3 separate regions of the Zea mays genome follow, and regions 1 and 2 are each linked to region 3. Evidence: chromatin contacts called from public Hi-C data. All regions are on one chromosome and are shown on one strand. Each heading gives the region's core, a stretch centred on a gene start, on an enhancer-like site or on the middle of the called end of the contact. The rest is flanking DNA. Distances are from core to core; before and after follow the strand shown. Region 1 holds the start of LOC103632410 (WD repeat and HMG-box DNA-binding protein 1). Region 2 holds the start of LOC103632412. Region 3 holds the start of LOC100501369 (Fatty acyl-CoA reductase 1).

Region 1 (3,911 bases), core at 709-3,208, 240 kb after region 3:
ATCAACAAAGGGTAAATAGGTATAAACTTCAAGATTTTCATTTGTTGAACTTGTATTACCTAAGTGTGACATTCAGATAACGTACCTCGCTGTTACCAGCCCAGCTACCAAAAGGGCGGTACATTAGAGTGCTCATATTCTTGTCACCCTTACACGGATTTGCAAACACACTTCCTGATCCATTCATTGCAGCCATTGTGAAACCAAAATAGTCTGTCATGGAAGGAACTCTAGGTCCTCTTCCTGTGTCATGGAAGTCAACCTGAAAATGTAAATACAATAATTATTGCACTCTATATGCAGGAACTGAAATAGCATAAGATGGCTTGATCCACTTCAAGCTGCAATCAACTAAGCACATACAGCTACTAAGCAACAGGTAACAGCAGATCTTACCTCCACATGTGAATACCCCTCATTTTGAATAGTAGTGATACTTCCAAGCATGTTGTATGCGAGGAAATTTCGCATGCCAGGCTGTGGTGGCGTTGATCCAGGCTGGAAAGCAGCTTGCATTGTTGATGTAACCAACGTCACTGGTGTGGCAGAATCACCTCTTGCCTTCCCAGCATCCTCATTTTTATTTTGCTTATCTTTCATTCTTTTGGTATATTCCAATTGATGTATTAAATCTTCATTCTCACTATCTCCATCAAACGTAGACTTCCTCCTTGGTCTCTTGTGGTTGAAAGTTATTGAATCGCTGAAAGTATCATCAACATCATCCTCCAAGCCAACTGAGGTGTCTGGCTCATCGTCATTGTCATCAAATAGAGGAACCATATTGGAGTTGAGATCAGGTATGCCCTCATTAGGCGACTTCATAGTCGAAGGTACGACTGATTCCCAAATGCCAACCCTGCCCATGACATCAATCAGAAGTAAAGCATTTCCATTTGGTTTCCAAGCCAAGCTGCATATCCGCTCATCAAACTTCTGCCTCTCAATGTCCTGCCTTGACTTCACATCCCAGATGAGCACCTGCCTATCCAAGCCAGCACTGGCCAGATACCTCCCATTGGGAGACCAGCAAAGGCTGCTCACTGGTTGTTCATGATCTCCATATAGCGTGCACACCTCCTCACCCGTGTCCCTATCATACAGCACCACATTGTTCCTCAACCCGGGCACAGCAAGGGTCTGCCCATCAGGGCTCCAGCACAGAACATTCCTGACAGAGTTATCCGACCGAAACGTGGGAGCAATACGTGTCAAGGTACGGGCCTCAGCACCAATGCAAAGATCCCAATAGATGACGGTACCGAAGCTGTCCACAGATGCTAGGTAATCGTTTCTCGGGTCGAAATCCAGCCCAGTGACGGAGCCCTTGTGTCCTTTGAGCACCTTCGATATCGTGTTGTCAATGGTTGAAATCAGCTTGATGCCATCATCTTCACCTGCGGCCGCCAGTAGGGTGCCTTTCTTGTTAAAAGCGAGTGATCGGATAGGCAGGGTGAATCGGGCGACATTGCTCTGGAACTGCCCCTCTGCTTGCAGAGACCAGAAGATATGTCACAGATCTGTCCGAGAAAAGGAACGAAAATAGAAGAAGATTTCTTGGATCATATAAACGCCTCAGGGCGGTGAGATCCACGAACCTGGGAAGGTGTAAAACTTGACGGAGTGGTCGATGGATCCCGATGCCAGCGAGCCGCTGGGGCCCGGCGCGACTGCAAGTGCCGTGACGCCGTCTTTGTGGAGACGGATAGTAGCCAGCGCCGACGAACCCGAGCCCCGACCGCCGGCGAGCACCGTGGCGGCGTCGTGGATCAGGACGGCAGTGTCCGCGGCGGAAGCGGTGACGACGTGTTGTCCGCTGGGGCCCCAGGAGGCGGAACAGAGGGCTGGCGAGCCAGCCTTGTGCGCCTCACGGAGCTTGACCACGCGGCCTTTCATGGCGACTCTTCGCCTTTGAGGCTTTGTTTGTGGTGGCGCGGATTGGAAATGGGATGGGATGAACAGCGCTAGCTGGTGTTACAAATTGAGAAGATGGAGCTGTACCTTTTCGTTATCTATGGTTCCCGCCACCGCTAAAAATGGCGGGAGAAAGCGCGGGAAGGGTTGTTTAGGCGGGACGACGATGGTCCGCTTAGGTATTATTCCTCCATCAAAGACTCACGGTCGCGGCAGAGGGACACCGTGCGCCTGATACCGTTCGCTGCTCATCTGATGGTACACCGTAAACATCAAATAAGCATGCAAGAGTACGCATTGTCGGTCAATATACGTGACTATCCGTCTTATTAGTTGCCTGCTTCCGTGTGTACATGACCTGTAGCATGTAAAAAAAGTTGGTATGTGATGTTTGGTTGGCTACATTTATGATTGGATTAGGTCAAGTTTGTGCATAAAAGGAGTCGGAATTAGGCCCGCGCCATACTGTCGTTCGCTGTGTATCTACGTATAAAAACTGTGCCCAGCCATCTGCACTCACTCCTACAAGTAGACAATCACATAGTATGTGATATGGCCATGTTCTAGAACCGTAGAACACAAAGAATAAAAGACTACATTCAGGCCACATGACTTAGTCTCGCCTAAGCTTAAAATAGTCCAACGCACGACTTAGCCTCGCCTAAGCTTAAAATAGTCCAACATGTTTCAATTTCAGACTAACCTAGCACCCAATAATTATGGACCATACCGGACCAGCCTATGGGTTGAGCCGTCGACACACGATCTGGCACGTTATTGGTTAAACGGGCCAAACTCAATTTAGGCGATCTGAACTACAAAAGGACTAAAATTCAAATTCTGACCGAAACAGAAAAAGTCCCAAAAATCAAATTCTTACCCAAAATCTACCAATAGCCTCACAAATATGACTGGAATTCAGAATAGAGAACATAACACACCTCAATCCAAGCTAACGACATTTTAGGTTTCTAACGAGTCATTATAGGCTTCTAACATGCTTTTTAGGTATTCTTAACCCAAAAGACCACATGCAACTCGAAGTTGTTCATCCACCTGAGGTTACAAACTAAAGGTGGGAGAAGAGAAAGGGCCCCAATACAACCCCCACCATAAGACAATGTTGATGAACAGATCAAGAACCTCGAAGCAATCTGAAGAGAAGTTGAGGTACAGAGGTAAAAGATGCATTAGGTTGCTCATCTTCGGCAACAAATTGGTGAGGCATGACAAGAGTTGCATCGTATGAGAAGCGAAGAAGAGAAAATGCAGCAGCAAGGTCATGACAAGACCTTCACCCACAAGAACAGGACCATGATGCTTTCATCTATGACAAGACATCTCCTTTGTAAGTCGATCTGCAAGCAGCACCATGCCCAGCTTCGTATGGGCCACCATAGCTCCCCACATATGTTGGCTAGTCTCATCTTGTTGGTTACTTGCTTTGGTTTCTAAGGGAGATCAAGACAAGGCAACATAATTAAAAATATGGGTGTCCCTTCAATTTATCTTCAATCGAGAAGCAAACAGAATGGAAAAGGTCATCATAATTATAACTCTATGAGAAATATAATGGATAAATGCAGACAATGAAAATCTTTACTGTCATGCTCCTTGTATTATCTTTTTCTTATTACAAATGAATACATATGTACCTTCATAGATCCAGATGTTAATATGAAGGTAAGGGGTTAATACAACTTTAGATGTTGTTGAGGGCCCTCTTTAGCCAAACGTCCTCAAAACATTGACTAACCAGTTACTCCTAAGTTTGTTTCAGGTATAACAGGGTAAAATGCCAAAGGGCACCTTCGTTTGGAGACGCACAGTGATCATGGTTGTGAAGACGAAGCTACAAGCTTCGGATCAGCAGCATACGTGTATGATGAAGGAGCTAGCAGGAGAAGGATGGAATCCTCAACGCTTGTTTAGCAAGACTGCAAAAGGAAAAGACAACAATGCCCTTGATCATCATTGTAACTCATATGTATAGATTT
Region 2 (4,252 bases), core at 1,516-4,015, 140 kb before region 3:
ATTAAAAGAAGAAGAAAGTGAGAAAACTAGAGAGAGAAACTAGAGTGAGATAGAGAAGAGTAACACCTGAATTTGGATGATCATAAGAAAGAAATTTTATACCCCAAATTCAGGGTGTTACAGTTCATGTGATGTGTAAGGCTGATCAACAATAGAGGCTAAAGCATTGCTTTTAATAAGTTGGTCAAATTTTATTAGCAGTTACTAAATGTAAGTAAATATCAAACCATAATAAATAATAACAATAATAGAACAAAATTAAAAAATAAACCCCTTCAAATGCAAATGACAAGTTGAGTTTAGGTTCCATAATTTAATCATGCGAGAGTCCTAAACTGCTCCTGACCGTGAGCTCGGCTAGTATACCAGTTTTACACTCTACAGAGGTTGTACCATGTACCCACAAGTGGTGTATCCCATGTCGCCAGGGTTTGCAAGGCCCTTAGACACTACTGAGGTGAATGGCTAGGGATCCACTACGAGGCCTTTACAAAGTTCCACTAGCTTCCGAAAACCCGCTACAGTTTATGGGAAGAGCACTTGCAAGAATCCCCCGTCTGACCGCCATCGCAGCAAAATCAACCCGAGAACCTCCTTGCATGCAACTCCCCTACTGCCCTTGCCCCTTTCGGGTAAGGTAGTCTTCCACTAGCTTTCCTAATTAGTTAGCCAAGGGCGTCCCATTCCACCCTTATGGTGGCACGTGTTTCTCAAGTTAAGCTCCATGTTCCAATTAACATTAATGATCTTGACATGAACATAAATAGAATAACAAAATAATTGGAACGTGGATATAATGAAATATTATCCTAAAACCATGTAAAGTAATAGCAAAACTACCCAAGTGATTCAATGATAACAAGGTAAAATGGATAAACATACTAGGGTGACCTGTTGGGTCCCATCAAAATTAAACATATGCATTGAATAGTGATAATAAAGAACATTATTGGGTAACAAAAGTGGATCATGGGCACAACTTTCCTGACACTTGAGATTCCAGTTACCACGGTAATTCTTCAAATCCTTGTGACCTCACTGCTAGTCGTAGCAATACAAACAGACATAGTATACACAAAATTAACATCACACCAAACATAAAAACATATTGCATAATAATGATCTACGCGTTGCTACGAGATCGTGAGAACGAGAATCACTAAGATCGAAGTTACGATTAAAGAGTTATGATTTTATAAAAGATCGGTGTGATTAAAATATTAAACTATATTATAAATTGGTTAATATACATCATACGAGAAAATATATTCTAATTAATTAATTCAAATTTAATTATAACTTATTTAGAAATCATAATGCCGTCAAATTATAATTACAGACATGTCAATCCTTGGATTAGGGAGTCACTAATCATAGCTTAAATAAACATCCATTTATAAACATAGGCGATTAAGATAAAATAATGTTGTTATTGTGTGGACAAATTTAATACGAGATTAACGCAACTTGAACGAGTCAAATCAGAGTTAAAATGTGAGAGATATGAATTATAAAAGTTTTCAAATATTTTTAGTATTTATTTTATACTACAATTAGCTTTCAGTGGCATATTTAGAAGTACCAAGGGGTTTTCTACAAATTCCAGGGCAATTTAATCTATTTTCTACCACTACCGGAGCGGCGGCTCAATTGTGGCAAAAGTGCAGGGGCTCTTTTGAAGTTTTACGGGGCCGAAAGTGTATAGACGAGTTGAGTCGTCCGATCATGATTCATTAGCCCATATCAGATCGGGCTTCTTATGAAACGGTAAACAATCTTGTCCGTAGGATATACAAACAATCAAGCGCTCAGATTGCCCTGAACGAATTAGTCAGTTAAGATCTAATCCTAGTCGCAGCCCGCGACATCAACGGCTCATCGCGCAACACCCTAACATCTAATCCTGGCCGATCGTCCACATATCTACGCTTCTCATTACTCCCTCAACCAACGCCCCTAGACCGCGACGGCGTCCCCGATCGCGGCGGCGCCGCACGGGCGAGCAAACGCCCCTGTCATCCGGGACCCCATTCTTCCTGCTAACGTACGCTACGCGCAATAGAGAAGGAAGCGAGCCATATGGTGATGCTATTACCTTTGATTGCGCAGCACAAGGCTCCTATTCACGATGATGCGTAGAACTGCGGTGCTGGCGAGGAGTTCCCGCCACCATGCAGCCACAGGTGTCCCCACGGAGGACCGCTGATGGCCTGAAGCCACACCTCGCCCAAAGTGGTGGACACAACACAGGCGAGGTTCACCCGGCGGCCTGCTCGCCATGGAGGTGCCCTCGATACTGGATAGTGGCTTCGACCTCGCCTTAGCAGCCACACGGTGGCTCTCTCCGTCTCCAAGCTTTATCCGGCGCAGCGATGGTGCCCCAGTCCGGAGCAGAGGCAGAGCGCGCGGCAACGACTGGGCTTGCGGCAGCCAGGTTGTCGAGGCCCACAGAAGGCACCGGTTTTCCGGAAGCTACAGGTAACAGCGGTACCACGGCCACAGGTAACAGCGGCACCGGACGTTGCACCCGCACGACTTCCCCAAGCACTCCGCTTCCTCTCCAACAGTCGTCGAGGTCGGACCGGCAGCCCCGGCGGGAATCGTCCGCGGCCGCACGCTCCCACACATCTCCTTCAGCCCGAGGCCCTGGTGGGCGCGAGATAGGCATTTGGCGGAGGGCCGCATGGGCAGGCTTTATGCGGAGGGGCTCTGGCCGCCGGTGTGTAGTTGGCGATTGAGGCTGGGAGGCGGTGGAAAAGAGATTTAACTGAGATCCGGTGCATGCGGGTGGTTGCAACAAACTTCAGGAAGAAGCTTCCGCCAACTGGGTCCCATGCGCCAAGGAAAAAGTGGCACGACACATGTGTTCTCGGGGAGCAAGGTGCTGGCCCCAAGGATGAGTAGTTGGGTCAACAACGTGAGTTTTGGCCCAACACGCAGGTAAGTTGTTTTTTAATTTCAGTTTTGTTTGCTATTATTCAAACTTCCAAATTCAACTTTGAATCAGTTTGAAAAACACACGTTAAATTAGCACAGAAAAAAATCCAGCATGAGATGAAGGTTTTATATTTTTTTCTTATTTATTAATAATTATTTAAATAAATGCTTATCATGTAACGTTTAATGAAAAGAATATTCACTTAGTTAAATACGAAACCTTTCTACTACTTCATTTCTAAAATAACTCTTAGTTTCAAAATTCAGTTTTCAAAATTCAAAACTCAACTATAATTTGAGATATCCTAATTTACTATTTTACTTCTTTATTAACATCTCTTCAAAAGTAGGGAGCCCTCTAAAAGATATTTTAATTCTTAAACTTTTTTTAATAATCTTTTCGTGAAAACCAAATGGAATTTTGGGGTGCTACATGACCAAACTCATGCAAATGAATGCTTAGATAATTTCTTTGTTGGACATAAAGTGTACCTAAAACAAGAATCTCGAGTCATGTCTCCTTCCAAAACCATTCCTTTGTTCGGTTGGTTCATGTTGATGTCTTTATTCTATTTTGCCTCTCCTAGAGGATTGCATTGTCGCTTTATCAACCTAACCCAGGAAAAACATGTCTGATTATTTTCTTGGGTCTGATGCCTTTGGTTTCCCTATATCTATCTGTTGGTCACTTGTTCTCAAAAGCTCTGAATTAAGAACAAGGCAACACATATATTAATGGTTAAAGACCTTCGTCCTTCATGACATTATCTCTCTTAGGATATAATGATCTTCGGACGAAGGTCATGAAGGACATACCTTCATCATTTCAATATGCAAACATATAAACAGGGACATATAAAACGCAGAGAAAGCATAAATAACCATTTCAGATCATTAGATTATTCATATTATCATCATATATCCATGAATAAATATTAATGATATTTAAATTACATCAATACCTTCGGCTTGACAGAAGGCAAAAATACAAGAGTGACGCATGAGCGATTACAGGTCAGCGTGAAGAGTACAGGGGTACTGTTCATCTATTTATAGGCACGGGACACAGCCCGGACAAAATTACATTCGTGTCCTTGACAACTAATCATAACCATGACACAAATTATTAGGGACTAAGCGGTATTTTCCTCTTTAAGTCGGTGCTGCCCTTCGTCTCAAGCGTGTCATCATGCCGAAGCTCTTTCAATTGTAGCTTCGGCTGGTATCTTCATGTCGTGCCTGCTTGCATATCATCTTGCCGAAGGTGTTTTTGCTTAGAGGAATTTCGGCGGAGAAGAAGGCACCCAACAGTAGC
Region 3 (4,168 bases), core at 1,279-3,778:
AACATTGTTTATAAAGTCTATTTTAAAATAGAAGGTAAGATAACAGGTAAGACGAGAAAGGTGCTGAAGACAGCTTCAAAAGGCCCTGGCTGATCTGTAGTAACTTGATTCATGCTTGATTGCAGGTTTCTAGGTAGGCTATACTTCATTTCTTGTCTCTAAGGAGTAGTATAATAAGAGACTATTAACTGACTAAATACTGAGATCGAATACAGAAAAGAGGAGAGAAAAGAGAAACAGAGCTATGAACTTACAAGCCGGCTTGACAAAGAACAGAAACAAGTGAGGTCCTACATTAATATTGAAAATCTAACCACTATACGAATAGACTAAATAACAGACTACAAGAATCAATGGTTGACTCTATTATTAAACTTGCTCTAAATTAACCGAACTTTCTTTTTTAACAATGCTAACTTTTAGTACATAGCTCGTAATATGAATAGTCTCATATGACACTCATGTGATTCTGAGACGTGTATAAGCTTACCTCTTGATTTAGAGTTCATTAAAATACGAAATAATACGCAATGAACTTGCTAATAGGTACCTTTGGAGCTGCCCTAAGGAATATTGTAGAGTTGTTATCGGAATTGGCAGCCTAATACTGATCTAACTTTGATATATACCATTACCAGTAGTCAGCCATCACAAAATACGCACCTTTGCACATAGATCAGAGCACGAAATCCTAATGACCACTTTTAAAAACTGTATATAACACCTTAACTTTATAGCATTCAAAATTTATTGTAAAACAATTATCATTCTCACTTTCTAATACAAATTTCTCTTCTAATACAACATCTTTTTTTTCTCAATATATATACAACATTTTTTTCTCAATATCTCTATATATATGTACTTTTCTATTTTTCTAAGGGCATTTTGTTCCTTTACCTTTTGCGTTGGTGTGCGTGTGTATTATCTATGTTACAGTGACACAAATGATTTGAATATGCTTTCATTAACAGTAGCAGAAACAGCCGCATAAATAATGATTGATTGTCAATAGTTTGTTCTGACTTTCAGCAGTAATGCTTTGGTCACCTTTTTATGCCATGGTTAGTGCGTCAACACTGCTACACCAAAATACAAAGTAAAGTGTCCATAGAATATAAAACATACAAGAATATATGTGTTATGTTCACTAGGTAGCTGTGAACATGCATTATAGGCCAACAACTATGGTTAGAATCTCATTATATATAATTTTAGAATTTTTACTATTTAAATATGGGTGAGCACGATCAAGCCATTCGGCTGCCACGTGAAGAGACAATGAAGAGGCAAATATACTGTACAAACAGCGGCGGCTGCAGTACTAGCTAGCATCGTGAAATGAGGAAAATTTGTAATTTAATACAGTAGAGGTAGAGAATAGAAGAGATATACACAAGCTAGTGTTTTTTTTCGTTCAAAAAAATCAGATAGGTCACCTAATAAATATGTTTGCGATGTATCGGATGGGAGTAGCAACATGCGAGCGAAAGCTTGCATATGCATGTGGACAGGTACCCGATATATCGCCGCAAATGTACCAATTATCCTGTACATAGTACACACATCTGGAGTAGCATTTATAATGTTAATTAGACTGTACCACATGTAGACTAGAACGCATCTTACTTTATTGTACCGCAAATGTATATATATATATATATATATATATATATATATATATATATATATATATATATATATATATATATATATATATATATATATAGATAAATTAAAGAAGAAAATGCATGTGCTTACTTCGGCACTATGGTTACATGAAAATAAGGTAGCGTTTGGTTCTCAAGCTACTTGGGATAGAACCGAACGGCTCAGTCCTAGGAGCGGCTCTGTCTAATCAAATGGTTCAACATTTAAGTACAATTTTTTATTTTTAAAACCAGTTCATCCTATATGAAATTAATTAAAACAAGAACAAATTGAGAGCGGAGCGGCTCGGTTCTACCGTACTTCGGAACTAAACGCAAACCAAGTGAAAGAGAACAAAAACCCCAAACAGAAATTAACAGAACTAGTACAGAGTGAGATCATGCCGTTGCTAGAAGCCATCACCTCAGTCTCCACCCGTTTCTTGGCTGATGCAGCATCCGGCGCACGCACGGGGAGGTAGATCCTCTTTACGTCCGGCTGGACCCTCAGTATCTTCTCCACGAGGACTGCAACAAGACATGACGGCAGAGAGAGACCTCAAGGTGAGCACAATGCATGTATGAAACAGAGACATGCATGCACGCATACATGCTTACTCTTTCCAAGGAAGCCTGTTGCGCCCGTGATCAGGATGCCCTTGTTCTTGAAGTACCCAGGGATCCTGCTTGTTTCCTCCATTGTTCTCTCGATCCGTGCTGCTAGCTCCGTGTGTTTGTGTATGAGAGCTGGAGAGGGAAAGCAGGAAGGGGAGAAAGACACGCTAGAGTGACAGCGCGCGCACCAAAAGAGGCTCCTGATGTGGGGTATTTATGGCGCACAAGCCACCCACCAAAATCCGTCCTTGAATGGAGGGTTGAGTACACGTTTAATCTAGCAGTGGGCAATGGCAGATACTCCACTTTTTATTGCAAGGGACAGTGCACCGAGCTCAGATGATAATAGCAGACGATAATCTTGCTGTATTAATTTGTAACATATACTAGCTTTCCACTATAATCCGTCCTTGAATGGAACAAGCTTGATGGCATATGATATATACTCACAAGGAATAAAAGAAACCCCCAGATGCTTTGACAGCTGAAAATGCTCGTGGTCACGGAGGACGGATGGATGATTATCATGCAGTAGCGTATACAGGAAGGGAACGACGGATGGATGTTTCCAATAGGTAAGGTGAATAAAAGTAGGTGAGAAAAGAAGACAAAGCCAGTGACCAGTCGTTGAACAAATAATCCAGTATTTGCTTGCGCATCGTTGGCTTAGCCATCTGTTCTCCACCACCGCACGCGACCGGCCGGCACAATCTGGGCTTTGTTTATCAGAAAATCTATTCAATGTCATCCAAACTATAAAATTTATTTCAATACCATTCAATTTAAATTTTAATCTCTTAATACTATTGACGTTAGCTTAAAGCTAACACCATTAGTTCCATTTAAAACAAATCTCTTTAATGTCATTAAAATTTATACCGATCACTTCAATACCACTTAAAATTGGAATAAGCACTAGTAGAAAAGAGCTCAAAGCCTGCGGCACGTTCAACTTTTCACTGGCGGTTTCCGTTATCAAACGTCAGTGAAAGAAACAGGTGGGCCCGGCTTTAAAAACCGCCAGTGGAAACCTATTTCCACTGGCGGTTATCTTAACACAACCGCCAGTGGAAATAGGATGTTTCCACTGGCGGTTGTGTAACACCAACCGCCAGTGAAAATTGATTTCCACTTGCGGTTATCTTAACACAACCGCCAGTGGAAACATCATATTTCCACTGGCGGTTGTGTTAAGATAACCGCCAGTGGAAATAGGTTTCCACTGGCGGTTTTTAAAGCCAACCGCCAGTGAACTGTCTGTTATAAATACCCCTCTTCTTCCCCCTACAGTAAACTGTATGCTCGCAGCCAACTTCCATTGGAGGCGATTTTGGAGGTCCAGAATTCACAAAATACATGGGGAGAGGTTTTGATCTTCATTTTTTGGAAGAAGATTGCTAAGAAAGGTTGGTTTATGTTGCTAATGTCAATTTTTATTCATTTTTGCTCAATTTTAGCCACATTTTGGATCTAGGGTTTCACCATTTGAGAGAGAGTGTGTCCTCTCTCAATTTTAGCCACATTTTAGCCACATTTTTGCTCTATTCCCTCAAATAAAGTTGTTTAATATGGTTAGATTTTGTCTATCCTCTCTCCTTTTTCATGTTTAGTTCTCAAATCAGTTTATCCATGACATATTAAGTTGTTTAATGAATGGTTCATGTGTTGTGTGGAGAGAGAAGAAGATAGGTTTGGTAATTAAGATTATTTTTATTAGTTGCTATGAAAGGTTGGTTTAATTATGTTTTAATTGCCAATTATTGTTCATCTTTGCTCAATTTTGGAACTAGGCCTTCACCATGTGTTAGAGAGAAGAGTATGGCTAGGAAAGTTTGGTTTTATGTTCCTCTTACCAATTTTTGTTCATTTTCCTTAAATTTAGCCACATTTTGGATATAGGGTTT

What was found. Hi-C and Micro-C count contacts between places; a contact is called where the count stands out from the background.
Region 1: a contact with region 3 is called in a Hi-C map of endosperm, with 3 times the contacts expected there. The contact joins the promoter of LOC103632410 here to the promoter of LOC100501369 in region 3. A contact is called at or near these places in 4 of 25 Hi-C or Micro-C datasets (bundle sheath, ear, endosperm and 1 more).
Region 2: a Hi-C map of leaf shows a contact between it and region 3, with 5 times the contacts expected there. The contact joins the promoter of LOC103632412 here to the promoter of LOC100501369 in region 3. A contact is called at or near these places in 3 of 25 Hi-C or Micro-C datasets (bundle sheath, ear and leaf).

Annotation. Positions count from the first base shown.
Region 1 is chr7:71,481,069-71,484,979 of Zm-B73-REFERENCE-NAM-5.0, forward strand. LOC103632410 (WD repeat and HMG-box DNA-binding protein 1) reads right to left here and starts at 1,959. Exons shown (of 12, transcript NM_001347114.1): 1 at 1,599-1,959; 2 at 397-1,487; 3 at 86-262. The coding sequence starts at 1,896.
Region 2 is chr7:71,096,982-71,101,233 of Zm-B73-REFERENCE-NAM-5.0, forward strand. LOC103632412 reads right to left here and starts at 2,766. Exons shown (of 2, transcript XM_008654240.3): 1 at 2,096-2,766.
Region 3 is chr7:71,239,983-71,244,150 of Zm-B73-REFERENCE-NAM-5.0, forward strand. It overlaps LOC100501369 (Fatty acyl-CoA reductase 1), which reads right to left and starts at 2,529. Exons shown (of 6, transcript NM_001196109.1): 1 at 2,268-2,529; 2 at 2,074-2,177. The coding sequence starts at 2,349.